Regions from separate parts of the Sus scrofa genome. Here all the other regions are linked to region 1. Evidence: chromatin contacts called from public Hi-C and HiChIP or PLAC-seq data. All regions are on one chromosome and are shown on one strand. The core of a region is the stretch at or near the end of the contact, and the rest is flanking DNA. Distances in the headings are between cores, read along the strand shown.

Evidence for each region. Hi-C and Micro-C count contacts between places; a contact is called where the count stands out from the background. HiChIP or PLAC-seq counts read pairs in DNA pulled down with a chosen protein or histone mark.
Region 2: a contact with region 1 is called in an H3K27ac HiChIP or PLAC-seq map of skeletal muscle, with 18 times the contacts expected there. The contact joins the enhancer-like site here to the promoter of IRS1 in region 1. A contact is called at or near these places in 2 of 5 promoter capture datasets (fetal skeletal muscle and liver), 17 of 47 Hi-C or Micro-C datasets (alveolar macrophages, embryonic fibroblasts, fetal heart ventricle and 10 more) and 2 of 2 datasets of contacts at active chromatin or transcription factors (alveolar macrophages and skeletal muscle).
Region 3: a contact with region 1 is called in an H3K27ac HiChIP or PLAC-seq map of skeletal muscle. The contact joins the enhancer-like site here to the promoter of IRS1 in region 1. A contact is called at or near these places in 2 of 5 promoter capture datasets (fetal skeletal muscle and liver), 5 of 47 Hi-C or Micro-C datasets (embryonic fibroblasts, fetal skeletal muscle, heart right ventricle and 1 more) and 2 of 2 datasets of contacts at active chromatin or transcription factors (alveolar macrophages and skeletal muscle).
Region 4: a contact with region 1 is called in a Hi-C map of embryonic fibroblasts, with 2.5 times the contacts expected there. The contact joins the enhancer-like site here to the promoter of IRS1 in region 1. A contact is called at or near these places in 3 of 47 Hi-C or Micro-C datasets (embryonic fibroblasts and fetal skeletal muscle) and 2 of 2 datasets of contacts at active chromatin or transcription factors (alveolar macrophages and skeletal muscle).
Region 5: an H3K27ac HiChIP or PLAC-seq map of skeletal muscle shows a contact between it and region 1, with 4 times the contacts expected there. The contact joins the enhancer-like site here to the promoter of IRS1 in region 1. A contact is called at or near these places in 1 of 5 promoter capture datasets (fetal skeletal muscle), 4 of 47 Hi-C or Micro-C datasets (embryonic fibroblasts, fetal heart ventricle, fetal skeletal muscle and 1 more) and 2 of 2 datasets of contacts at active chromatin or transcription factors (alveolar macrophages and skeletal muscle).

What each region holds. Positions count from the first base shown.
Region 1 is chr15:128,304,454-128,310,097 of Sscrofa11.1, forward strand. IRS1 (insulin receptor substrate 1) reads right to left here and starts at 2,831. Exons shown (of 2, transcript NM_001244489.1): 1 at 1-2,831. The coding sequence starts at 2,831.
Region 2 is chr15:127,456,336-127,461,979 of Sscrofa11.1, forward strand. No RefSeq gene overlaps it. Among named protein-coding and RNA genes, the nearest start is that of NYAP2, 430 kb to the left of the region's middle. Within about 2 kb of position 3,381, at least 5 of the 83 cell types and tissues checked have an H3K27ac peak or open chromatin away from gene starts, as enhancers often do. A contact at or near this core is called in fetal skeletal muscle and skeletal muscle, where this site is marked.
Region 3 is chr15:127,556,338-127,561,981 of Sscrofa11.1, forward strand. No RefSeq gene overlaps it. Among named protein-coding and RNA genes, the nearest start is that of NYAP2, 530 kb to the left of the region's middle. Within about 2 kb of position 2,819, at least 54 of the 83 cell types and tissues checked have an H3K27ac peak or open chromatin away from gene starts, as enhancers often do. A contact at or near this core is called in alveolar macrophages, embryonic fibroblasts, fetal skeletal muscle and 2 more, where this site is marked.
Region 4 is chr15:127,626,077-127,631,720 of Sscrofa11.1, forward strand. No RefSeq gene overlaps it. Among named protein-coding and RNA genes, the nearest start is that of NYAP2, 600 kb to the left of the region's middle. Within about 2 kb of position 2,550, at least 4 of the 83 cell types and tissues checked have an H3K27ac peak or open chromatin away from gene starts, as enhancers often do. A contact at or near this core is called in embryonic fibroblasts, where this site is marked.
Region 5 is chr15:127,698,862-127,704,505 of Sscrofa11.1, forward strand. No RefSeq gene overlaps it. Among named protein-coding and RNA genes, the nearest start is that of IRS1, 610 kb to the right of the region's middle. Within about 2 kb of position 2,405, at least 8 of the 83 cell types and tissues checked have an H3K27ac peak or open chromatin away from gene starts, as enhancers often do. A contact at or near this core is called in embryonic fibroblasts, fetal skeletal muscle and skeletal muscle, where this site is marked.

The DNA of each region.
Region 1 (5,644 bases), core at 1,581-4,080:
TCCATGTTCATGTACTCTTCGGCGCCAGTCTCCTCTTCTCTGGGAGCTGGCTGGAGCTGCGATGAACATCTCACCGAAGGCGCGCTGTGGGACGCCACCGGGCCTGATAAGTAGCCCGGCTGATCGCCCCCAAATTCAATATTCACATATTCCCCTGGACTTTTGGGTTCCGGAGGGTGCAGCAGGGCCGGCTGTGGCGGCTGCTCTCGGGCCCGAGGTAAGGTGCTGGCCTTGGGATCCCCCAGGGACAGCCTCGTGGGCCGAGCCAGGCGGTTGTTGGTCTGGGCTGCTGTGTCCACCTTTCGAGGCAGATGGGGCTGCAGGACCTGATGATGGAGATGCGGGAGGCCGGGCTCGGGCCTAGCCCCACAGTATCCCCCGCCCAGGCTGTCGCTGCTGGTGGATGACGACGAATCTTCTGCTGCCGCAGCATAGAGAAGCCGACCGGAGCTGGAGGAAAGGCGGAGGTGCTGGTGCCTGGCGCTCTCCTCCAGCTCCCCGGGGCGCTGCGTGTGCTTGAAGGACCTTGGCAATGAGTAGTAGGAGAGGACTGGCTTGTGCTGGGGATCCTCGGGGCCATAGTAGCAGTCGGAAGGGCTGCTGGTGTTGGAGTCCCCCACTGGCGACATGTTCATGTAGTCACCTGTACAAGACAAGAGCTTGCCACTACTGCTCTCCACGGGGAGTTTGGGGTGTGGCAGGGCGTGAGAGTGGTGGCCCCCTACCCCATTTGTCCATAACTTGCCATAGCTGCTCCCAGAAGGGGCGGCACCGCTGCTGCTGCCCCCGCTGCTGGGACCACCTCCAATGTCAGGAGAGCAGCTGCCGCTGGGGGACATCATCATGTAGCCATTGGGGTCCACTCTCTGGGGGTGGCGTCTGATGGGGTTGATGATCTGCTGCGGGGCAGACACGCTCTTGGGGCTCATGGGCATGTAGTCCCCACTGCCCTTTCGGGTGCCGGGCACTGGGGCTACTCCTGGGGACATGGGCATGTAGCCATCATCGGTGTGGAGGCTGGAGGTGTCTTGGCGGTGGTGACCCCCACGCCGCTCCAAGGGGTGCATTTCCAGACCCTCCTCAGGGTAGGAGTGGGTGGGCACGAAGGCGGAGTGCCGGTAGTTGGGCATCCGGCCTCCACTGCCACCTCCTGGTGGGTAGGCCGGCATCATCTCTGTATATTCCTCAATGGAAGCCACAGAGGACTGGGATGGGGTCTTCTGGTGGGAAATAGTAGGGGATGTGCCAGCAGAGTGAGTCCGCTTTCGGAACCGATTATCCAGATCAGATGCAGGGCCTGCTTCCTCCCCGGTCAGGGCTGGGCTCGTGCCCAAGCCAGCTCCTGGGAGGCAGCGGTGGCCATTGCCACCCCGAGGCAAAATGTAGTGGCCATTGGGGGCAGCGAGGGTGGAGGCCCCCTTGCCCCCCATGCAGATGTAGTTGCTCAGCTCCTCCTCACCGCGGGCGGGCGGGGTGTGGCCCAGGGAATCCGGCGTGACACTGCGGAAGGAACTTCGGAAATCACAGGGGCTAGAGCCATACTCATCGGAAGAGATGAAACCGCCGTCACTGGGGGACCCGGACACAGAAGCACTAGACCGCCGCGGGAAGAGACAGTCCGAGGTGGAGCCATGGCCGCTGGTGCTGCTGGACGACAGGCTGACCGGGCTGGTGGCGGAGGGTGAGCAGCGAGAGGAAGGCATGGGAATAGAGCGGCTGTGGTTAAGAGGCGGGTGCAGCCGGGAGCTGCCTCGATGCCGGTGGGCGTGAGTCCTGTTGGTGCTAGGGCTCACAGGACTGCCGTCCACAGAGGCGGGGCGAGACATGGTGCCTTCCCCATCACTGGACGCACGGACGCGGAAGGAGCCCTGCTTCCCGCCCACCAAGCTGGCCGGGGAGGTGGCAGTGATGCTCTCTGTGCGTGAGCGGCGGGTCAGCCCCACCTGGCTGGGCGGAGGGTTGTTGAGGTGGTGCCTGCGCAGAGGTACACTGATGGGGTTGGAGCAGTTAGAGGAGGACTGGCTCTTGCTTCGAGGGCGGAACTCATCGCTCATGGCCCGCATGGCCTCCAGGATTGTCTCATGCATATTCTGGGCCACCACAGAATCATCCACCTGCATCCAAAACTCCCCGGGTCCCGTCACTGCAGAACGGCCCACTTCGATGAAGAAGAAGTTCTCTGAGTGGCCACAGCGCCTGATGTTCATCAGCTGCAGCACCACAGCCGCCGCCTCCGAGTTCAGCTTCACGAAACTGATGGTCTTGCTGGTCAGGCAGAGGCGGTAGATGCCAATCAGGTTCTTTGTCTGACCCAGGCCTTTGGGTTTCAGGATCACCTGCCAAACCTCCTTGAAGGCGGGTCCTGGGGGCACGTCTCCGTAGCTCAAGTCCTCCCCAGCCTCGCCGAGGCCAGAGCTGCCACTGCAGCTGCCCCCACCGCCTCCCGCCCCGGGGCCTGCGGCCCCGTCGTGGTGGCCCTTGGCACGGTTGTGCAGCTGCAGGAGGGCCTGGTACCAGCTGTCCTGTTCGGCCTCGCTGTCCGCCGCGATGGCAAAGTGCTCGTCCCGGGTGTAGAGGGCCACCAGGTGCTTGTTCTTGGAATCCGCCCGCTTGTTGATGTTGAAGCAGCTCTCCAGGGGGATCGAGCGTTTGGGGGCGCTCGACTTGTGCCGCCACTTCTTCTCGTTCTCGTAGTACTCGAGGCGCGCGGGGCCCCCAGCCTCGCTGGCCGCCCGCAGCACGAAAAAGCGCTTGTGCATGCTCTTGGGTTTGCGCAGGTAGCCCACCTTGCGCACGTCCGAGAAGCCATCCGTCTCGGGAGGGCTCGCCATGCTGCCGCCGCCACCGCCGCCGAGGAGAGGGAGGCGCCGAAAAACAACCGGGTGGGGGGCGGAGGCTCCTCGCCGCGGCCCCGCACATGCAAACAGGGCTGGAGGCGGCAGAAACCCCGACTCCGAAATCCACGCCGCCCTCCGCGCCGGGGAGGGGCAGCCGAGGGAGGACGCAGCAGCTGCGCCAAGGAGATAGCCCCGACCGGAGTTTACTGGCGTTTCATGCCCTGGGGGGAGGCAGCGCGTCCGGCGTGAGTGCAGCCCGGATCCTCGGGGAGCCAAATCTCTTCTCAGCCGCCGCGGCTGGGAAGGAGAGAAGATGCATCGCTCGCCGCCAGGGCTGGAGTCCGGCGCGCAGGCGGCGGCGGCCGGGGGTCCCCGCGTTGCCCCTCCAGGCACGCGCGCCTTCCCTCCTGAGTTCCCCTCTGGAAGTAGCGATTCCCGAGGCAAATTAAATATCCTTGGGCAGGGGGAGGCGAGCTGCCAAGTCCCAACGTTGCACGGGGTTCTCCCTCCTCCTTCTCCTTCGCCTCCTCCTCCGCCTCCTCCCACCCCCCAACCGTCCCCGCCGCCACCAGCCGCCCAAATACCAGCTCAGTCGCAGAGACCGCGGCGCTGCGGCTGTTGCTGCTGCTGCTGCCGCCGCCCGCGGACGCGTCCTCTGCAGCCCCCATTCGGGCCCATCTCCACAGGCGAAGAAAGTGGCTTTTCCACGCAAAACGCTACTGGGGAGCTGGGGACGCGCCGGAGGGACAGGCTCATCCCTGCCCCTCGCTCCAGTCGGCAGGGGAGGAGGGGAGGGGACGAGGGCGGGAGGCAAGGGGGGAGGTTGGGGAAGGAGTCGGGGAAGACGCCTCTTCCCCGGGAGGCGCTGCTGCAGCAGTTACTTCTCCCCGCCTCCCTCCTCCTCGGAGAGTTGCCGAGAGCCCCAACCAAAACAAGCAGCGGCGTCTGGCTCTGCGCGTCGGCCCCCTCCGACCGCGCCGCCGTCTCACTCAGGAGAGAAACACGTGATGGAGCCTCCGCGCTCCGCAGCCCGGCTGCCGCCGCCGCCGCCGGGAGGCTCCCGCCTGGGTCTCTACATTCCCGGTTGAGCCCGCCCCGCGCCCGCCCCTCTCCGCCCCCCGGTCGTGCCGCAGAGGCGCCCGCGCCGGCTTCAGCGCTGCGCTCGGGCAGCGCCCCTGCGCGGCCGCCCGCCCTGGCGCAGAGCCTTCCTCCCCGAGCGCCACCCAGGGTGCCCCCGGCCCGCAGGAATCCCCGCCGCGGGCGCGGGCGGGGGTGTTTGGGTGGCTACCCGAAAGCACGAGGGGAATCTGGGAAAACGGGGGGTGTGCGTGTGCCGAACTCGGGAAGACGCAGGAGTGAGGGTGGGGGGCGACGGGCGGGGAGTTGGGGGGCGGGCACTGCGGCTACAGAGCCTAGCCTGGGAGGGTCCGGGAGGAGGGGGCGCGGGAGCTGGGCTAAATCTTTCCTAACAGGTAAGATCGACTCTTCCGGAGGGAGGTTTTTTCTCCCTGGAAATATAAAAGCTGGATTTCAGTTTCAGGGTGATAGGCCATAGTGAAATCTTTGTTTTTGCGAGGTTTTCTAAAGGACTTAGGAGCCAGCCTTCCACCTTGGAATCCCCGCATTTGCGGCAGTGAGGTACCTCAAAGGAACGCCCAAGGGCAGTGATTGGGGGGTTATGGGCACTCGAGAACAAGAGGGATCTCTGAGAAGCGTTGTACCTCCCGCGTTGCGGTGTTAGCAGCAGATCAATTAGGAAGAAAACGTAAATATCCAGTTTCTCCTTTTCCCCACCCCACCCCCAGCGAGGGGGCGGGGATTCGCACCTTGGGATGAAGGCTTGGGGAGAAAAATGAGACGCCAGCCCCTCGTCATACTCCGAAATCTATTTATGACTTCCAAAAGATGTTAGGGACCTACAGAGGGTTTGTAAGGCCAAAACCCTACTATGTAAATACTGCCTGAAGTGTTTGTTTCACACACAGCTTCCACACCCACTGAACCACCCCATAACGTTTTTACCCTTGACCACAAGGATAATCGGGAGAAAACAAGAATGGTGCCAGCTCAACTGTACAGGAAAATGAGTTCTTCATGAGAAGGACAGACTCTTACACAGTTACCTTGCGGTATCAGGCTCACCACAAGCAAATGATCCCCTAAAGTTTTTGTGTTTTTTTAAGCTGACCTGTAAACAAGCAGGCTGCCCTCTGCTTGTCCAGCTGGCATTAAGGACCCTTTAGAAAATGACGCTAGCCCCTCTGTTTAGGGCTTATCTTATTTTCCCACCCCATTCCTGGCGGGTTTGGGGTCTCCGCCCCCTCTCAGCGCTGGAGACCCTGCTCGCGGGGAAAAGCAGCAGTAGGGCACTGGGCATGCTCAGTGTTCGGACGGACTGGGCGGTGGAGGAGCGCGCCTGGGCCTAATACCAGGGTGAGGGGCGGGGAGTTTCTTGGGGGAGCCTGCTGATTGGTGGGACTGCCTGTCTCTCAGGCCTTGTTTGGCAGGAGGGGACGTAGGGAGAGAGGGTGAGGGTACCAAGGTAGGTTGCAAAGCGTAGTAAGAAAAAAAGAAAAAAAGAAAGAAACGAAAAAGAACCAAAGGCGCCATTCAGCAGCGTACGATATGTGAACTGGGGGAAGCCAGTATCTGAAGAGGGGCTACTGCCCACCGAAGCCAAGGAGCTTCTCATTTCTTCCCTCACAGTGTTCCCTGCCATCGTGCAGCCTCACTTCAACCTGGTTAATCTGTAATTTGTGTATACGCTGTTGAATTGAAAGCCCGTCCTTCTCTATCTCTGACAGCCT
Region 2 (5,644 bases), core at 2,131-4,630, 850 kb before region 1:
AAGACACCACAAGAAGGGGAAAGAGAGGAAATGAGAGAAGTTTGTGAAAAAAACAAACAACAAACAAACAAACAAAAAAAAGAGGTGAGAGAGATATAAAAAGAGGAACAATAAGAGGCAAAATAGAATGAGTAGCAAGAAAAGTAGGTCTTTCTCCTTACCCTGAAAAGTATAATTTTTGGTATCTTCTATCTTAGCTGCACTTCATTTGAAACTCCCAACTTGCTTGATAGCTGTTCACTGGGAGTCAATTAGCCTTTAAAGTCTTTAGGAATCCAGCCAGGGATTGGTCATTCTGTGCGGGTTTTGAGAAGTGAGGGAGTTACAACAACTCCCTCATTCCTTGTCCTTTCCATTGCACAGGGTGGTGTTCTAGTAACTTCAAAGATACTTTTTCATCAAATGATGTATACGCTTCAGAGCAAATTCTGAATGCCTTGTCCATGGAGCAGCTGGAATTCTCTCGAGATCATCCATCAAAACCCAGGGGCTTACATTTACCTATAAAATTGGCAAGTGTTTAAATTTCTAGTCAGTCATGTGTCAGTTGTGAATGATTCACCTAGATTATTTTGGTCTCAATTTTCAAATTCTAAAGGATAACTAGCGCTCTCAGAACTCTTCCAGTTATAAGATTCTCTTTCACTATTTTAAAAATTAAAGTAGAGGTATTTAAATCTAATCCCGTAATCATAGCAGCTCAAAGTTTTTGTGTGTTAATAATATAATGATAATTATATTATTAATCTTTCTATCTCAGATAGATATAGGGTTTTTTTTTAAAAATAGAGCATTTAAAGTAGTTATCAAACTTTAAACTTTTAGATTCCCTTTTCCAGTTAATGAGAAAATGGAATAAACTTTCATTTCTTTATAAACTCAACACATAAAAATTAATTGAAAATCTGCCATAGGTTAACCAATGCCAGGTATGTGGATTACAGCCTTCAGGAGAACAGTTCTTGCTGTCCACATGAAGCAAATACTTTAATGGACTAAAAGACTGATAGGTCTAATTAAATTATGTATTTTGGACATAGTTGCATTTGTCTGCTTTTAAAACTCTAGTCAATAGACATTTAACTTTTTCTTTAAACAAGCAAATCAAATCTTCCTTTTAAAACAATTATAATGGTGCTAACAATAGTAAATATATTTTTATTGGAACATTATGTCTTTAATTTTTCAATGCAGGTAAGTTTTGATAAATATATCAAATGCAGGTTAGTTGTTGAGAATATAGAAAAAAAAACTTTGGAGCTGATGCAAAGTTTATGATTTTTTTTTTTTTTTTTTTTTGTCATTTGCCATCTCTTGGGCTGCTCCCGCGGCATATGGATGTTCCCAGGCTAGGGGTCTAGTCGGAGCTGTAGCCACCGGCCTACACCAGAGCCACAGCAATGCGGGATCTGAGCCGCATCTGCGACCTACACCACAGCTCACGGCAACGCCGGATCGTTAACCCACCGAGCAAGGGCAGGGATCGAACCCGCAACCTCATGGTTCTTAGTCGGATTCGTTAACCACTGCACCACGAAGGGAACTCCTATGATTTGTTTTTAAAATTCTGTATGAAGGCTACTTAAATTAAATTCTAGTAATCCATGCATGTGTCATGGTAGGTTCTGCCAGAAATAGATGGCTCTTTCAAATGATATAATCAATGAACTTTTAATATAGATATCCTTTCCGTTCTAAACATTGTGGGCAGGATTTATAGAAATCAATAAGGGATGATCAGCACATGCCTGGCTAGCATCTCTAGGGTGGCCACCCCATCACTTGAAGTAGAGAGATGGGTTACCAGAACATGGAAAAGGTAGATGTATGGGTAGGACCCACCTGGTTAGCTCCATGGGCAACCCGTGGCCACCTTGCAAGGAGAATTATGGTGAAATAAACGCCCTGACCACATTCTCCTCTTCCAATTCAGTCTACTATGAGTGCTTCTCATTGGACTGATCCCAGCTAGAGAGCAAGGTAGCACAGTAATGGGATCCATAGAGGTCAACTTCGGCACCCTAGAGCAGAATAGAGGAGGCTGGTGCATAGATCTGCCCAAGATATAGAGGTCATCCAAAACCAAGGTGAAGTTGCTAAGATTGTCTTGATGATCTTTCTAGTTTAACATGAAAAATTACTTACATAATGGAACAGTTTATTCATTTCTATTTTTATTTTGAAAGAAATTTTTAAAATTCAAATTAATATTTTCATCAATCATTTCTGTAGAACATTATTTGTCTATCGTGGAGATGATAGTATTTTTTTCAAATAGTGAAAGCTTTACCTTTAGAATTATTTAATGATGATGGAGGTATTCTCAGGCTTAGTATTGCTGCATAGCACACAGTAGGTATTTAAAAATTGAATAAATGCATGAAGGAAGACTAAAGTATGTTATGGACAACCCTCATCACAAGTATTTCTATCTGGTTCACTTTAAGTCATAGAAATAAACAGTTATTTTGATTTTTATAACACTGAAGTTACACCTCCTAAAAAAACAAACCAAAATAAAACAATACTGTACTTGTTTTTTGTGATATTATTATATGGGTTTAATAATATTAGCATCCAATGAATATAAGCAGAATCCATGGTCTAGATTTCTCTTCAGGAAGAAATAATTATGATTATGTGCATTTTATTTACTTTTTTCCTCCTCGTAACTTTATTGTCTCCAACTTAAAATAGAGAAAAAAATTCTGTGTTCTGTAATTTTTTAAAAAAGTGACAGATTGCTGATAATACAGAATAAAAACAAATTTTTATTGAGTAAATTCCTTTTATGTTGTCTCTACTTTAAATCTAAAGTGGCAAATGAAAGAATTAGATAGATATTTCTAGTTTATTTCCAGTTTACTAATGTTTTAATATCAAGACAGACACTTTTGCAGCAGAAATTGACAAAACATTGAAAATCAACTGTAGCTATAAAAATTACAAAAAATTTTAAAAAACACTCAAAAAACACAGACACGTTTATCTATAATCTAGTTTAGATCAAGCTGCCTGCTCTATCAAGGACAAGGCAATTGGCAAAAGTAATTCCTTGTGGTTCAACATAATATATATTAAACATACATCAAATATTTTGGTACAACTTGGCGAGTTCAGCACTGCTGGCAAACTTTTCAGAAGAAAGTCCAAAATGTCACACTGGCATGGAAGTAGAAGTGGGGCTGAAGAGTAAAGAGAAAAATAAAAGTTCTCTTAAGGTCAAGGGCAACAGCTGAGCAACACTGGGGCTACCTGTTTCAAAGGATACAGTGTCTTGTGTTTGCAGATAAAATGTTGGTTTCTATGGGGGAGAAGGTGGTCATAGGAACAAATATCCCTGACACCCAAACAAAATAATCCCAAATAAAATGGATGATGTAGCCCATAGTAAAAAGGGAGATAACTATTCATGGGAAAAAATGCATGACCTCATTGTTTCAGAATACACAGTGATTCATCAGCATTTTCCAGCTTTCTTGCCTGCTTGCTTTGAGTCTCGCATCTCTGTCTCTTCTTTATTGCCCCCCATGTTAGGTCACCTAATTGAAGGTCCTGGGTTTGAGAAGAGTGGTAAAATGTAAGGAAAGCCCATGGTTTGTGAAAGTACTCCTTGTCAATAATTGAGAGGCACCATCTTTGCTGACAGCACATGTTTCTCAGTAGCTAAATGTTATCTTTCTTTTCCTCATATATATATATGTATATATATATATTTTTTTGGTCACAGAAAACCTGTGTATTGACTTTGTTGAAAAAGAAGCCTCTGTGATCATGAGGAAAATGTTATGGGAGTAATATATGGAAATGTATTTATATGCAGGAGGAATCAACTAAAAATATCATTATAAGCAGGCTAAGTTATAATTTTAAATTGTGGCGCTAGGAAAAACCTTGACGTGCTATCAGTTTGACTCCTTCTTATGAAAAGGCATCATCATTTAATCAAATAACTGTGAAACCACTGCCTTGAAATTGCAACCAAATTGTTTGTGCAGTGTTATGTATCTAAGGAAACAAGTCTGGACTTCTAGAATTACATTCTTAGTTTCTTTTGAGCCATGTGCACTTCAAAGACTTTTCAGAATCTAGTAATGCTATGTTACACAGGGGCCAATTACTCTGTGGGTGGAAACATCTTCTCCTCTCATTTATAAACCTCTTGGTTATTTCTGATTCTAGGCTCTGCAATGTGGGGCCAGGAGGGGAAGGGCAAATCTTTCTAGTTTGTTCTACCCAACATCTACAACTTTATACAGAGGATGAGACGACACTATTGGAGAACAAAGAAAGTTTTTGATCAATCTACTCCTCGCAACTACAACTCTACCTGTAGGTCCTAGCATAAGCAGTACGCCTGTGTTTGTTAAAATGCAGATTCCCAGGCCTTGACTCCTGAGACCTAGCAATTGTGGGCCTGAGATCTCTCATTTTCCTGGGAATCCCTGGCCCTGAGGGCTGCACTTTGAGAAATCCTCAACCACATGTTCCTGTGTCGGAAGTCTGATCTTTAGAAATCAAATCAAGCCAATAGTTTTTCATCTATGCTAACTGAGCAATTTCTGGAAGAATCATTCACTGCTGCTCAGAAACCAGTGATTCGGTCCCATCAAAGCACGTAGCACAGCTTTGTCCCTCACGAGCTCCAGGAATAATTAATTTCTCCATGAGACTATTAACTATTAGTGATCTGAAGAGATGGTGAGGGATAGTTTAAAAATTATGTGTTATAATTGTCTCATCATTTGACTGCCTGGATGGCACCCAAAGTAGAGAAAACCCTGGTTTATGAGCATCTCCCACCCCAAACCTGGGGCCAGGTAAGTAACAGACTGCGTGATCTTCACCATGCCTTGCTCTCATTCTTTGGGGACAAAGCTATGGAGGATGAAGCTTGGGGCACATTTCCCACAGGCCCTCTCTTATATTAGAGGTATCTGATCATGCCTGTGCTGTCTTTGGTTCTCCCTGACCTGTGTCTACACCCATTTCTGCTTGACTTTTGGCCTTGGTGTTGCTGGCTGAGCAGATAAAGCATTTTGTTTTCCTTCTGAGAGCTTTCCTTTCTGCTTATTTGCACTTCTATCACTGTACTCTGATGATTAACCCCATCTGATTCAGACTGACTGCCTACACTCTACGCTAACAGCACTATATTCATGTATACAAGTGGGCTGAGTGTACATATTCTTAGGTATTTTCCTGAGAAGGTTTTTTCTAACCAAATGGCATGTTATTTATTTCCAGGAGTCTGTTATTTTCTTAGGGATTTCAAACCTAGGATCACTCCAGTATGCTTATTTATTATTTAGGAGTTGATGACAATGATGCTTCTTTTTGTAAATCAACAATTGTTTGAGGTATAATTTACATATAATAAAATTCCCATATGAAATAAGAAAGTTGTTTTTATACTTTCTTATTTTGAAATAATCACAGGTAACCAAAAAGATGCAAAGATAATAAAGAGTGTCTCATCTACCTTTCACTCAAGTGCCCTCAATTGTTACATCTTAAAGGATAATACCAAAGTATAATACCACAACCAGGAAGATGGTATTAGTACGAAATGTCTGTATAGTTCTAAGTTATTTTATCACATACTGATTGGGTTATTCACTGCCACAATCAAGATACAAAATTC
Region 3 (5,644 bases), core at 1,569-4,068, 750 kb before region 1:
GCTATCATTTATTTACCAAAGCAAATGGCTTAGCTCATAGAATCCTATGCGAAAACAAGTCTTGAGTACATTAACTTTTCCAAAAGCCCAATAAGATCTGATGACTTATTTAATAATTTATTATTCCGAAGTTTTTTCTTGGTTGTTGTTTTCTTACCCTCCATTCATGCCACAGACCTCAGTGGGCTCATGTACTGGCAGTGTCTTCGTTTAAGTACATTGGAAGATGTAACTGTGGTTTGGTAAAAAGAACAAATGCATGCACAGTCCTACTGATGTGTTGATGCAGTGCCCATTTATTTCAACACAGAATGGTCTGAAGGAAATAGAAGTAGTTTTAGAGAGTTAGTCGTCTAAAATACAAAATATAGCACATATATTCTTTATCCAGTTTTAATCAGGACACTGCCTGAATCCACAAAATAAATGACTGATAGATCTGGCTTATATAAGACTTCAGACATTTCTATGATGAAGTCTCCATAATTAAAGTTAAAAGATAAACACATCTCTGGGAGAAACTCTACACTGCACAAGAGAAACAAAGGCTCTCACTATAAAGAATTTCTGGGAATCATAAAGAAAAGGATCCAAGAGCGATGGCAAAGGATCTGAGCAGGCAAGTTATAGGAAACAATGCAAATGGCCCATGGAGATAAGACTTGTTCCACCTCACTAGTAATCAAAAAAGCAAATGAGGAGTCAATGTGACATTATCTGGGTTAAGTTAACTTTATTTCATTCTATTTTTTATTTTTTATTTTTGCTTTTTAGGGCCACACCTGAGGCCTATGGAAGTTCCCAGGCTAGGAGTCAAATCAGAGCTACAGCTGCCTGCCCACACCACAGCCACAGCAATGCAGGATCCAAGCCTTGTCTGCCACCTACCCTGCAGCTCAAGGCAACACTGAATCCCCAACCCACTAAGGGAGGCCGGGCATTCAACCTACATCCTCATGGATGCTAGTCAGATTCATTTCCAGTGCACCAAAACAGGAACTCCCTTGGTTTAGGATCTTGACAATTTTTTTTAAATGATGATAAAGAGTAATTGAGAGTGTGAGAAAATAGTAATCCAGTGATACACACGTTGGAATATACATTGCTTTCTGCCCTTTTTGAGAATAATATGGCAATATCTATATATTTTAAATTCCCATACCCTTTGCCCGGCCTATTCCAATGCAACCTAGCCTACGGAAGTATAGTCAAAGCATGTATAGTCAGAGATTTCTGGGATCATCAGCTTCAGAATTACTTATACTAAAAAATTGGAAATAGTCGCTTATGTATTAATAGAGTCGTAATAAAATGAACCATGAAATGTTATAGAGCAGTTTAAAGAATGAGGTAGAGGAGTTCTGTGGTGCAGCAGGTTAAGGATTCAGTGTTATCATTGCAGTGTCTTGGGACACTACTGTGGCTTGGATTCAGTCCTTGGCCAGGAAGCTTTCACAGGCCTTAGGTGCGCAGGTGCGCGGCGGGGCGGGGGCTCTTAAAGGAAAAACTAAGCTCACCTTGACTGCTTGACGGTCATCTGGACCTGCCCTGCTACGTTTATCTTTGAATCCTGGTACTAGGTTTAAAAAAACAATCCAACAAAATATAACTACCTTATGATTAAATAAAGAGTTTAGAGTATGGACATTTCAAAATGTGAATTTAGGTAAAAATTAATTTGCTTATTCAACTCGCTCATCGCCCAAAGCTTTAGCTGATAAAAACTGTTGTAAGTTTGCGCGTGTATGTACCTGATTCTCAGGCAAAATAAATTATACGTTATTTCCCACTTCATTCAAGCCTCGCAGCTTCGTTGCATCTCTAAGTGTAAAGATCATGTTTCTCTAACCAGAAGGTGCAGTTCATACACGGGGCTGAAGCCTAACATTTTCTTCCTTATTGTGACATCAAACCCTGCGTTAACGCTAATAAAGCATCTGAGGTCCTTTCCACATTAGAAACCTCCGCAGTCCTTACCCTTACCTAAACTGCTGGGAATCTTCGTTTTTACAACAGGAGTCGCTTGCCTCAGTAAAGTGCATGCTAACAGTTTGCCCTGTTATCCAGGAAAAGAGAAGTTCTACCCAAATCCCAAGAGGGCCTTAAACTTTATTTGCGAGGTTAATTAGACTCACACAAAGTTCGCTACCTTCCCCAAAGGAGGACTTCGCTTAAAAATGTCCTCCGACGGACCATCCATCGTGTGCTAATACAAGACAGAGGCAGCAACACTGGGAAAGAAAGAGTAGAATTTCTTTTCTTTACTTGTATGATGAGAGAGAATGTCTATTTTGTCTGTGGGAAGGAATGGGTAGCATTCTCTGTCTCTCTCTCTCTCTCCGTATATATATATATATATATATATACACACACATTTTTTCCCTCCCGAATAAAGGAAGTGAGGCCGATCTCTCGCTATTTGATCCTAATCCCTGCTCTCCCGCCTCGAGTGGCCAGGGAGCACCCTCTCTTTTTAATAAAAGGCTGGCCGAGCAAGCCATTCACGCTCTCTCCTTTGATCACCTCCGAGCTGTCAGCCCGTGCTGCTGTTTTCCTCCCAGCTCTTGTTCCTGCCTAAAAGTGGAAGTAATACCCCCTGAAAGAAATACCCTAGGTGTCCTGCACAGCATCAATCTATTTCTTCTTTCACTTCTTTTATCCTGAGGCCCACCCTCCCAGCTTGAACAAATCCCCTCTTCCTCCTGCCTCCCCTCTCTGCAGAATCCCGGTGCCTTTGGAGACTCCCTCCTCTGCGCTGGGTTGACCCCCCACCCCTCCACCCCGGCCCGGCTGTCTGAGACGCTACCACCCGGCCAGACGGGGGAGGCACCGCCCCGCGCCTCCCCTGCCCGCGGGGAGCCGGGTCCCGCAGGCATCTGTGTTCGCGTGTGCTGCCTTTGCTTTCTGGAAGGCACGCATTGTTTTCCTCTCGACGCAGCCTTTCGTTGACCCTCCCAAATTCCTCCCCCCTCCTCCCTCTTCCCTCCCCCCCCCCCCGCCAGGGACTTGGGATGGCCCCGCGGACTGCCCCCCACCCGGCTCCTCCGCCGCCGCTGGCTGGCGTTGGCGTTTGGGTCTCAAGCTGCAGCCTTGGGCAAGGCTGCGACCCAGCTCCCACTTTGCTGCGAGCATTTGCAGAGGCGGCTGCTTCCAGACAGGGCACTGAACATGTTTTCCAGCGCGTGTTCCCGTCTCTTGTTTACAGCTGAGATTATAAGCAATCTGCGTCCCCTCTTATCATCGTGTCAGGCAGTGATATATAGTTTGTAAATATTATCCAAAGGAAATAATTTGCAAAGGCAAACAATTACAAGCAGAGTATATGGACCATGAGGTTTGTCCTTAAATGTGTTTACCAGAAGGAGAGGAAAGGGGGCTGGGGAATGGGGAAATTGTGGGGGAGGGAGGGGCATTACTCCAACGGATTCTGATTCTGTGACAGTGACATAACTAATTAAACTTAATGTTGCCTAAAAGCCTCTGCTCTCTTCCTGAAATTGCTCGAAAGTATGCATTATTTAAAAAAAAAAAAAATGATGTAGAAAGGGGAGGACTTCAAATGACTGAATGCAACTCATTGTGCTGGCTCAAAAATGTCAAACTGCAGTGGAAAGAAATACAGCATTGCAGGCTGGTGTGCTGAGGCCCTAGCTAGGGAAGCTGGATCTGCTAAGTGGAAAATTCCTGCGGAGGACGTGTTTCCATTTCCAATGGGAAGAAAGAGGGTGTTGTTGGAAGCTGGCAATTCTTTGTAAAATACAGAAAACACAGGGAAGATGACAAAATGACCTCACTGAACTCTGAGAAATTAAGCAAACAAATAGTTGCAGCCAACATACTACATTCTTATAGTGCCTGTGCCTGAATAAAAAGGCTGAGCGACATGTTCAGTTAGAGGCTGAAATCTCAGCTCTCCCTCCCCCCTGCCCCCCGCCCCAGGTCTCCTGAGAGGAAAGAAATTATATTTTAAGAGCTGGCAAGGGTGGAAGAGCATGACTGTAGAAGCGTGTATATGAGGACGTGTGTGCTTGCGGTCATGTTGACTTTGCATCCGCGATACTAAAATGATGGTGGCACCTTTATGAGCAGAGGATTTCCGTCGGGGTTCCATTTTTCGGCTTGAAAGAACCTCAGCTCCTAAGGGGAGTCCACTGGGTTTTACTATCCAGGGCTGGTCTACTGTAAGAAGTTAGTGGGATGTCTTCAAAGGATGGGCTGAGTTCTATCAGGAAGCACTAGTCTTTAAGGTAGCAGAGCTGAGAGGGAGCACGATTCAGAGGCACTATGATGATACCCTCTTATACCTGCAACGAGAATTACCACCATTTTATGTAATGGCAACATATCCTGGTAGAGAAAAAGCAGGGACTAATCAGAAGCCACGATTTTTATTGTTCTGCAAAGCTCTGTCAGAAAGAAAGAGGGAAAAAAGGCATGGAAAGTTCTATGCACACACAATGCCCTTCACATGATCTTCATTTGCTATGCTGATCCTTCCCCTCCCAGAACTACAACATAATGACAAGCTGAAAAGACTTGTTTTGCTTCTATGGCTCTGTGTGTGTGTGTGTGTGTGTGTGTGTGTGTGTGTGTGTGTGTGTGTGTGTGTGTGTGTGTTGCGTGGCACTTTTAAATACAATCCCTGTCTGAGCATTAAGGAACAGTTGGATTATATTGAAAAATCTTTCTAACAACTATTTGCCATTTTTAGGTTATGTTAATTTTGAAAAATCATAAATGACTGGATTTATGTGGTCAAACCCCTACCTGCCGGCAAGCCCACAGCATCAATCAGTATTTCTTATTCTGCTCAAGTATCTCCTTGCATCTCAAGTTTACTTGAATGTGTAAATTCAAAGCTAGATAGATCTTAGGGTCTTGAAAATTTCATATGAAAAGCAACATTTAGTTCAAGGGTAATTATTAAGCTATGTCTGATTGCTGAGGTAATACTGATAATTGAGAAAATGATCTATCATGAGTTAATTATTATATATTTAAAATGTAGATGTTCTTTTCCTATAAACAGCCCTCTTACATAGTCATGAAAAAGAAAAAATTCAGAGTTCTGTTGAGATGTAATGCATAGACCATAAAATTTACTTTTTAATGTTTAATTCAATGGTTCTTAGTATATTTAGAGTTTTACAACCATAGCTATAATTTCATTTCAGAAACATTTTCCATCATTCTGAAAAGAAATGTTGTAATCATTTACAATCACTGTCCATTCCCACTTCTGCCCTAAGTGAACACTAATCTAGTTTGTATCTTTGTACATGTGCCATTCGGGGACATTTTATATAAATGGAATCATACAGTGTGTATGTGTGTGGGTGTGGGTGTGCGTGTGTGGGTGTGTGTTTGGTTGCTTTTACTGAGCAGAGTGCTTTTGAGGTCCATCATATTGTTCCCTCTTGTTGACAAATAATGTTTCACTATATAGGAGGCAGAAGATAGACATGAGCAGAATATTTTTCTTAGTCTGTGGGTTATCGTCCTACTTTCTTGATAGTGTCTTTTGAAGCACAAACATTTTTTATTTTAATGAAATTTACCAATTGTTTTTCTCTTATAACTTGTGCCTTGTTGTTTTATCCAAACTTCTTATAAGGGTTTAAACTTTTTTTTTTCTTTTTTTTTT
Region 4 (5,644 bases), core at 1,300-3,799, 680 kb before region 1:
GGATTTGGGGGGAGGGGTGTATCTGCTTATTTTAGTTCAGGTAAGGCTGCCTGGACTGGGTAGCTTACACAAAAGAAATTTACTTTCTCACAGTTCTGGAGGCTAGAAGTCCAAGATCAAATTGCTAGGAGGTTTGGTTTCTCCTGAGGCCCCTCTTCTCAGCTTGCAGATGGCTGCCTTCTTTCTGGCTATGTCCTCATATGGCCTTTTCTCTATGAACAGGCCTTCCTGCTATACTTTCCTCTTATAAAGACACTGGTCATATTGGATTAGAGCCCTACCCTATGGCCTCATTTAACTTTAATTACTTCTTGAAAGGCCCTATTTCCAAATAAACATTAAGGGTTAGAGTTCAACATATGAGTTTTGAAGAAACACTATATATGTGTGTGTGTGTGTGTATTTTTATATATATATATATATATATATATATATATAAAACACTGCCAGTAAATCTTTAAACTACATATGTGGCTCACACGATATTTTTATTGAACTAGAAATTTACTTGTATATACCTTATTTTATTCATTTGAGTAATCACTTTTAAAATTATGTATGAAATAACCTTAAAGAGAAGTTTCTGCTGTGGCACAGTGGGTTAAGCATCTGAGTGCAGTGGCTGAGGTCACTGTGAAGGGGCAGGTTTGGTTCCTGGCCCAGTGCGCTGGGTTAAAGGGTCCCATGTTGCTGTAGCTGCTGTAGTTTGCAGTTGTGGCTCAGATTCATTCCCTGGCCTGGGAACTTCTATGTGCCATGGGTGTGGCCATAAAAAAATGAAATAATCTTAAAGAAAACTAATGAGTTACCTGATAAATGAGTCTGAGAGAGGAATTGGGTGTGTTTGGGGCACGAGATAACTGCAGGAAACCTTTGTTCTCCTTCTTCTCATCTGGGCAGCCTTATAGGTTTGCTTATTTGGGTTCAATACCATAGTGACCAAGTGGATACAGCTGCCTGATTCTGGGGTTTCATAGGAGGCCCATTTGACTCTCCCCAAATTAAACTTTCTCTATTATAAATTTGTTTTCTGTTTTTCAATAGAGCTGAAAAAAATCCATATAAAGGAATGAAAATGCTTTAAATATTTATTGGAATGAGCCATATTATTTATTTCTGAATTTTACACATATTTGCATATGGTGTCCTTTTGATAGAGTGAAACAAATTTATCTATTCTGCACTCATCTAATTTAGAACCTTGCCATCTTCCTTGGGCTTATGACAAGATATACTAAAAACAAACGGCTGAGACGTTGAAAAATAAGATTAGTGCAAGCCTATTTCACATTTAGTAAATTACATATATATTTTTTTTCCACTGGCATAAGCTCTACCCTTCTAGCCAGGGAGGCATAGAATCATGTCCTTACCTGGAGAAATGGCCAATGGGAAGAACCAGCTCATTAATAGATAAATGTTTAAAGATTCTTTAACGTATTTCAGAATAAAACACAGAGTTCAGGGATGTAGTCCTTGCCTTCAAGAAATGTGTAGGTTGTAGAAAGTAAGCTTCATATTAGCTCCCCAGACCTTCATACTAAATTATTTAATAGGATTTTTATTCTCAAATGATTATACTTGAGTCATAGAAGAATGGTCAGAATCTGTCTTTTTCCTCAAAGATTATTCATTGTTTGATATGCATGGTATTAAGGACTCATCTCTCATGTTCTCTTCAGAGGAGGTCTACTGCCTGTCGTTGGTAGTGCTGACCACAAGAAGCCTCTACCTGTCACCCCCTTCAGGGTCCTCCTCAGAAACAGAGAGGCCCTGCCTGAGCTCACATCATTCCCAGGGTAGCCCGTATTCAGGAAATGACCTCTCTGGAAGGGGGTGCCAAAATCCAGTCATTGCAACTCACTGACAGGCAAATCTGAGAGACTACATGTACTTCAATGCTCTCTCTGTGCTTGGTCAAATCTTTGCTGTGCTTGCCTCAAAAGTTGACTTCTCTCTTTGCTGAATTGTCTTGATGGAGCCTCCCTCCCTCAGGTATTGATACTTGATACAGATCCTTCAATTCACACTAAACTCAACTTCTATTGCTAAAGATTATAATCTGCAATAGTGTAAAAATTAAGTGGAAATTGGTTATAAGATGGGAAAAGATTTTGGGGGAACATTTAGTTTTCTGTGTCTAATGTTATAGGAGTAGAGGTTATTTTCTTAAAGTCTATGTATGGTTTCAGATGCTACATAATTCTTCAAAGCTACACAATTGATCATGACTTGTGTTGGCTTCTGCAGCCATAGGTACAAATTTGAAAGGGATATTTTAGACCTCATTTCTATTGTTGCTACTTCTTCCCCCAATGAATCAGCATAATGGGTGTTGGGTACATCCTCTGTGGTAGTCAAGTTGGTTCTGCTGGCACATGGGGTATTATCTTTGAAATTCTTGCAAGGAGAAGATCAAAAGTAGCCAGATCTTCATCTTAAACCATAAATTATGAGTCAACCAGGGTTGGCCCAAGGCAACTATCTGATGTGTGTTTAGTTATATGATGAGTCAGTGCCCTGATCAGGAGCAGAATTAATCAGTGGGGTTTTCTCCTCACCATGTGAAACCTTCAAGTACTTCTTTTAGAGGGAAAATACATGCATTCTTTTGGCATATTTGGTTTTGCTTGTGCATCATTATGTTTCTCTTCCCACTACCACAAGACAAAACATTAATTGCAGTCAAAAATAAACTTATAAGCCTCTGGCAAGATAAAATTAAGAACAAGACATGAAAGAGATGTATTCCTCTGCACTTTAGGAGGTAAAATGGATATTTCAGAGCTGAGGAAGGAGAGAACTAGGGAGATGAAGTGGTTTACTCCAGATCACAAACCAGGTTGGTGGCAAAGCTTGGACTAGAATCCTAATGCAGTGGCCAGTGTTTAACCACATCATGCTGCATTCCACACAGACTTCCTTGGTTGACTAGCACTGACGTAAGCAAAAAGATATCTCTTCAAAACTCAACATTCCAGTGATTCTTTCTGAGTACCTAGTATGTGCATTTTGTGTCGTACTATTTTAGGCATAGTACATAGGGCAGTGATTCAGATAAGTTTTTGTTGTCAAGGAGTTTACATTCTGACAAAGATTAAGTTTCTTTTCTGTCAAAAGCCACCTATAACATATCAATAACAAAATAACTGTTTAAGCACACAGATAAAAACAAAACAAAACAATAAAACAAAACAAAAAACAGCCTTGGCTACTCTTCCTGTGATTCGACCTAGAGTGACATTTCTTTCTTGACACTGGTTCCATCAGGCCAGGGCAAGGCCTTACTATCAAATATGTTAGCAATGGTCACAGCATGTGTGATTATCTTTTTTGGTAACTGTTTAAATGTATTGTATCCTATAGTTACAAAGAGAAGTTTTTATCAATGAGATTTTGAGTTTGAAGAACAGCAATGAATTGGACCATGTTTTATTATTATTTTTTATTATTAATGTAAAATTTCTATTATAATATTTAAGAGTAATTACTTAGGCCATTTATTTTTTTCTTTGCAGAAGATCTAGCATATAAGTTGTCAAACACTAGCTGTTCAATTTCCAGTTCATAATGAATTGTCAATGGTGAGAAGAGCTTGGTTGAGGAGACTCTAGGAGTCATGCACTCCGCAGAGTAGAATAAGGTCTTAGGAAGAAATTTGTTGACGGATTTTGGTGTTCTCATGTTATAGCACCATGTGCATCTCCTTCATATCACTTAGTACAATTAAAATTAATCAGATTCCATAACTTCCTTTTAAAGAATTTTCCTAATGGAATAATAGTGTGGTTGTAACAGCAAAGACTTAGAAGCCAGTGTATTAGGGCTCATATTCTATTTCCACGACCACTGGCAGTGTAGCGTTGAATGCATTACTAAAGCCCTCTGGTCAATTGCTCATGTGTAAGATCTAAATAACATCTTATTCACAAAATCATTATGGGATTTACATGAGTTAGTATTTGTAAAGTGCTTACATAACTGCCTTTACTACTACTAGTATTCTCTTCTTCTGTAACTACAGCTGCATGTTGAGTTGTTTGATAAATTGTTATTTAATGAAAAACTGAATGAAAGTTTTGAAGCCAAAAACAGTCATAAGATTTACCCAAGTTTCTACCTCTTTGTGCTATAGACTTCTCAGCAACCCAACAGGGCTACTGATTTTGATGTTTTTCCCTTGGAGCTGCACAAACATCAATTCATTTGACATTACATTAGCCCCAAAATGTAAAAATTAAATCTCCACCTCACAGATTAGGTAAATGAAATTTAAAGAGGTCAAATAACTTATCCAACATCACAGAGATAATTTAAGTGGGGACTTGGATCAAATCCAGGCTCTTCTGATGCTAAAGTCCATGTTTCTTCCCTGCTACAGTTTTAGGTGAAGAAAAAGTGTTTGGTTATATCAAGTAGGGAAAAATAAAAATTGAAATTCACAAGGGGAAATTGACAGGGGCATAAGAAAAACAATGTTACAGGATGTGCCATATCAAGATTTGTCTTTCGAAAGACATTTCATTTCCTGGGCTCCCTTCTAAACAAACATTGAACCCAGTGATTTTAGCAATATTCCACATTACTTGCTGACATATTTTACTGATGTCAGTTTATTGCAAAATTAGGGATTAAGTTTGAAGTCATTGTAGTTCAGTCTGTAAAATATACTTAAGCAAACTATCAGTAATTTTAAAGTTCAAAATTAAGAAAAATGCACATAAAATATTTTACCAATGATGAATTGAAGAGAGTACCACTGCAATTTGATGTTAAAACGGGGAAAAAAATCAAAAATCATTACCTCCTTAGTCATAAACCATAGTGCATAAACCACAATTCATAAACCCTATGCTCAGATCCATGAATTTAGAAAATGAGGGAAAATGAACAGAAAATCTGAGCAATTTTTGGAAATGATGCAAAGCTACCCAAGGGATCTTACGATAAGGCTAGGAATTTACTCTCTGAAGAATTCAAGCAAAAAATTTCAGGAAGAATGGAAATGACTTTCATAAAACATTGTATCAGTTCTTCCTGAATTGAGTCTAGTGTACTGATTTCATTTTACTGTAACATCTTCTAATTGGACTATTGCAGGGCATTTTGAACTGAGGGCAATTCCAAGTATGATGCCACATAATCATAAAGCACAAGAAACTTGTTCTTTATTCTAAGACTCAGGAAACAGAGAAACAGAAGGCTTTTGATAATTTGCCACTATGGTGGCCACCTGAGTAAAAGTATCATCTCATTAAATAGCTCTGTCTACTCTCTATCATCTCATAAAATATCTCATGTCTAGCTGATAACACTTAAAAGTTGAATATTCTCCTCTATTTAATTCTTGTCAAGGGACAATCACTCCCTAGAACCTGAAACAAACCAGAGTTACTACCAGGGGCAAAACCAAAGTCTTAGGGTTTTTTGTTGTCTGATTTACAACTGAAACTACTTCCTGTCTTGTTTGTGACTCAGTTTGCTTTGTCTTCTTAGCATCCAACTTAAAACTGTAAATTTACAGCTCACTGACTGTGGTGTCAAAACACATTTTCTGTTATTGCTGTAGGAAATCAACTCTTCACAGTAACTGACTTCATGAAGGCAGATATCAAATTCAGTTACAGAAATTAAACAAGGATTT
Region 5 (5,644 bases), core at 1,155-3,654, 610 kb before region 1:
TAGATTCCCAGGCTAGGGGTCTAATGGAAGCTGTAGTAGCCGGCCACAGCAACACAGGATCTGAGCTGCGTCTGCAACCTACACCACAGCTCGTGGCAACACTGGACCCTTAACCCACTGAGCGAGGCCAGGGATCAAACCTGCAAACTCATGGTTCCTAGTCAGATTTGTTAACCACTGAGCAGTAACGGGAATTCCCTATAACTGCTTATTTTGACATTCATCAGATCACATGTACAGCTTTGATGGTCTAATGTATATCAAAATGACATAAAGCTTTAAAAACAATTCTCCTTGAAGATACTCATGTACTCAGCCAAAGAAATAGAATTTGAGCTAGGATAGACTCCTGGATTAGAGTCATGCTACACATTCTAGAAGACCCTAATTCTCAAAGCTTGCTTAAATACACAACCTAACATGTTTGCTTTCCGTAAAATAAGAAAGCATGATTTCCCACAGGGTGAAATCAGATCTAGTCTCAGGTGCTGTATTTATTAGGAATGAAGCACAGATCTTTCTCACTGTCGTTGTCACATGTGGAGCTTCTAACCAAAGACTTCAGAGGAAGAAAAATGCTGCCATGCTGCTGCTGTGGTTTTTGAGGAAAGCAACGGTTTTGCCAAATTTACTACACATTTAGAAATTATTTAGTTCTAAATTTTAATTTGAATATTTCACATTTTCTCACTTTGATGTATTAAAATTTCTGAAAAAGAATTTAAGAAAAAACTAAAGATTTTGTAAGGAGTTAGGGGATGGGAAAGAGTATAGGAGAAGATAGATGATTTCTGGCAATTCTAGTGTTACTAGTCATTATTAGCATAAAGGTAATACTCAAGTAATAAAATTAACGTCCTTAAGAAGATATAGATACATTTTAGCACTCAAAGTTTTGGGGCTCAGAATATATATTTTATAACTTTAGCTAAACCTTAAATTATGAATCTTTCAAACATCAAATGAGGCATATCCAATTTGCAATCACAATCTGTCATCCTCTCAACTTCATCAAATTTTGAATTTTTGCATAAAGGAAATATTCATTTTGCTACTACTTTATATGAAAATTTTGAAAGTTTCATATAAAGGAAACATTCATTCCTACTATTCAGTAAAATGAATCTGTAGATCACCAGTTATCTCATCAGTAGATTAGATCAACACTACTGATCTAATCAGCTCTGTGTGTTGTGGAGAACTCAGATTTCTATCCACACACAGGGATTTATCTTGGCATTTTCTGCTACAACTGCTGCTTAACAAATTTTTAAAAATAAGTGCCCCCAAATGAAATATTCTAAGGGGTTGAAAAAAGTATTGCTTTAAACATTTTATTTTTAATTTTAATGATTAGTGTGTGTGTGTTGGCGGGGGTGATTCCCAGTGCCATGTAGGGAGATACAAGGGTGGAGATTCCTGGGCTGATCTATTTTATCCACAGATGAAATGACAGTGTGAGCAAACAGATGTTTGATCTATGCCTCTGAGCTTGGCGTAGCTAAAGGGAAGGATGCATTCCTTCCTATTGCTGGAGTCCCCCACCCAATCCCAAATATCAAAGCAAAAAAATTTGCATGCTCCAAAAAATAGAACCAAGATATAAGTGAAGAACTCTTCAAATATTTGTTTTAAAAATCCTTTGAGAGTGTATTGAATTTGGATCATGAAAGCAGAGGTCAATTTGTATTTTTTCATTTTTCCCAGTTTCACATTTTTAAAAAATGCTCTTTCACCACCTCCATGTGCAGAGGGCTATGAACTTGCTTTGTTTCCCAACTGACCTATTCATATCAAGTTAGTTACACCCACTTAAGTCCCTTCCTCAATTTTGGCTTGTCCAGTGAACCCTCCTATGGAGCTGGGAACTGATATAGAAATTTTGTGGGGTGTTTTGTTTGTTTGTTTTTTAACAGAAAATGGAATCCCTCAATGCCACAAGACACCCTTTCTTATTAAGAAACAAAAGGCATGGAAATTGCTAAAAAACAAATCAATTTCTATTAGAAAAAGTTACACGATTGGAAAAAGAAGAGCACATTGCTGTAATTACCGGTACATCAAGCAGGGATGAACAGCTGCGTGAACTTGGAGGCGGTAGAATAACAGCCACTGAGCCAGCTTCCCCATATGGTCCAAGGGAGGAGGTGGGGCTTCTAGCGGCTGAGGGGTTGGAGAGGTGAGGAGGGGGCACACTCAAATCCCATTCAAGTGAGAAACTCAAGCCAAGAAATGTCTGGCTTTCCAATCCAAACCCAGCTTCTTTTGAGCTGCAGTGGGAAAAATCCCCCTGGCCTCCATAACAAAAGCCTCTAAAATCAATGTTGTTTTTTCCTAAAGAGAGCAAAATGTGAGTGTTTTCAGACTTTTGGCTCCCCTGCTACTAATAGAAAAGATGACTTAAGAAAGACTGAATCACTTCCTCAGCCTTCTTGGGGTGTGGCTATGACTTGAAATGGTTGGTATCACTTCATAAACACTGTACAATCTAGCATTTGCCTTCTTCCCAATTAGAAGTTGGGTCCAGCCAACAGTGATGGGTCCCCACCACCAGGTAGTGGTCTCAGTCTGTTGCAGTGAAAAGCATTATAGCCTTCTAATTGGCATCCCCTTCAGAATTTGGCAAATTTGGTAAAAGCAGACCAGCACTATGGTAACCTTTCATTATCAATGCAAATCCTAACAGAAAAGCATTCCATTCTCCTTACATTGTATGTCATAAATGAAACACAATAAATTTTCTTGTGAAAACTTCTCAAAAGCCATTCCTGAATAGATGAGGCAGAAAATGCTTGCATTATACTACACAGAGCTAAAATTTGAGAGTCATTGGACGACTTGGCTATAAGGAATCTTTAGCTATTTGCAGGGTGAAATACCAAATAGGTTACATCATTTGCAAGGAGATGCCTTGTAAGTACCATGTCCAAAACCACTCTAGTTCCGACTATATGGAGGGTTATTATCACAGAGGATGGTGGCCAGCTGTTCTTCATTGCCACTGAAACAGAATGAGGAAAAAAAAAAAAAAGGCATTAAAATGGAATTGGAGGAATTCAAGCTTCCTGAAAATCTGAGTTGGTTAACAGGGGAGGGATCCATCCAAGAGGAGTTATATAATAGACATCTTTCATCACTGATTTTTTTTTTTGAAAAGAGATACAGTTCAGATAAAATTTTGTCTATCAGTCAAATAATTTGATAACCTTACCAAATTTGTCCTACTGAAAAAAAAATCTGAAAAATGTTTAAGAGTTATGACTGTGGGAAATTAGGCTATGTACGGAGAGTAACATATCCAGTTATGTGATGACACATGAAATCTCATAAAATGAGAGGGTATCACTAAAGTAATCCTGTCTGAAAGGGGTACATTTCATGACATAGATTTAGACAGGTTTATTCCAAAACGAAGTATAATAATTCCCCTGTAAATTAATACTTAATCATCTTTAGAAATATCTAAATTTTGAAATAGAAACAGCATTCTATTCAAATTAGGTATAATACTGTTTCTTAGGAAATAATTAGGTAGATAGATAAACACAAATTTATTTTTTGACAGGTAATTTGGAGTGCACATTCATATTCAATTTATGGGTTCTCTACTTAGGAATTTATAACTATATTCAAGCAGGTACTTAAATATTAACCACGTAAGACTTTCTTAATAAAGCAATTCATAAATCAGCTATGGGAAAGACACTCCAGTCTTTCACACATGGAGTAAATCTTTCACTGGCAGACTTCGAGCTCCATAGAACCCTTCCTTTTGTGTTTTTCATTCAACTGGAATGAAATTTCTGCTAGATCTCATTTCAGATCCTCCGCAAGACAGAGCTACCTTTCAGAAATCAGTACTTTACCAAGGACCACACTCAAGTTTGAACATCTCAGTAGACTTGGAATCAGAAATTGGAGATTATTAGGTTTCAACCTGAGAGCTTTTCTTCTCAGATGCCATAATAAAGAACATCACCTTCCTTTGTGGCTTTTCTGGCAGCTAGCATTTATCTTTGTGATCTCCGCTCTTGAGGGAAAACACGGTTTATAAATAGCTTGAAACATTTTTTTTTTTCCACGCAGGAAGGATAAAACAACAATAAAAATAGTTTCACTCTATATCTTAAAACTTTCTGGCAGTTAGGTCATACGCCATGGTTTTCCCCATGGGTCACGTAGTCAGATTATTGCCAAGTTACATAACTAATTCCTTGCTTCAGGAAATATTCAGTTATTTAGTCTGAGGTACAAATTGCATGAGTATTGAAAAGTTTACCAGCATCTGGAACTACAAGTACAATGATTATTTTTCTATTCTCTTTATTCTTTTATGAGACACGTAGAAGGGGCTCTTTAAGTGAGCTGTTTAGTTTTGTTCCCTGAACTAATTTTTCCTTCATACAACATTAGAGTTAACTTATGAAGAAGAAACAGTTTATCATGATGAGATTTTGGACCCAGCCTGAATGGGCTTGATTTCTACTTTTGTCATTTACCAGCTGTGTGCTCTTTGAGCAAGTTAATTGACCTCTCTGAATCTCTGTTTTTTTCCACTATGAAACTAGGGTTTGATAGCATTCCCATTACATGGATGTTCTGAGGGTTTTTAAGAGTTCTCAGAACTTGCTTGGAACTTTTTGTCCATAGCTCAGTGACATCAACAGAAAGAAAGAAAAAAGATGATCTATTGAATCTATTGATCAGCATAAGAAGATCATGGGATAAGAAATAACTACCTTCTACACAGCAAAAAAAAAAAAAAGTATTGTTTGGTATTTATATATGATATACAGGTATGTTAATCTTGATTTTATTTTATTTTAATTTTTCTTTTTATGGCTGCATCTGAAGCATATGGAAGTTCCCCAGCCCACACCACAGCCATAGCAACACTGGATCTGAGCTGCATCTGCGACCTCAGCTCCTGGCAAAGATCTTTAAACGCTGAGAGAGGCCGGGAATTGAACCCACATCCTCATGGGTACTAGTTGGGTTCTTAATCTGCTGAGCCACAACAGGAATGCCAATTCTGATTTTATTTTAATGCTAATATCTGCCTTTCTTTTAATAATTGTAAATATGAAACTAGATAAAATGGACCATGCTCACAGTTATTTGGGAGAGAAGGATGGTATATTGCGAATTTCTCACATCACCTGGCTTATCATGTACCTGAACAGAGTAGCTATAAATAGATGGAAAGGAAAAAGATAGGTGAAATGCATGACTTAGTTCATTTTACCCAGTTGGTGCCAAGTCCTAGAAAATGAGCAGCTGAAGTTATAAGCTTCCCTTCTTCAAGTTCCCTTTCCAGATTTAGAGGCTGCCTTCCTCCCTCCAAACTTTTCAAGACCAATTATGTTCACATAGACTGGCTATGTTCACTCGTTAATTTAATCAATATTAATTAAGTACCTACTGTGTATGTGGGATTCTGCCAGGCAGCAGTACGGGAGAAGAGTCAGGAGTGAAGGGTGTAAAGAAAGACATTAGGTCACAACGATGAATAAGGTACAGTTTTTACCCTCAAGGAACTCAGGGTCTAGATCAGGGTCAGAAATATCATCTGCTACATGACAAACTGAGGTGGGGGGAGAGACCAATAGAGAGCTCTGCTTAGGAAATATTCGGAAGTTTTCTC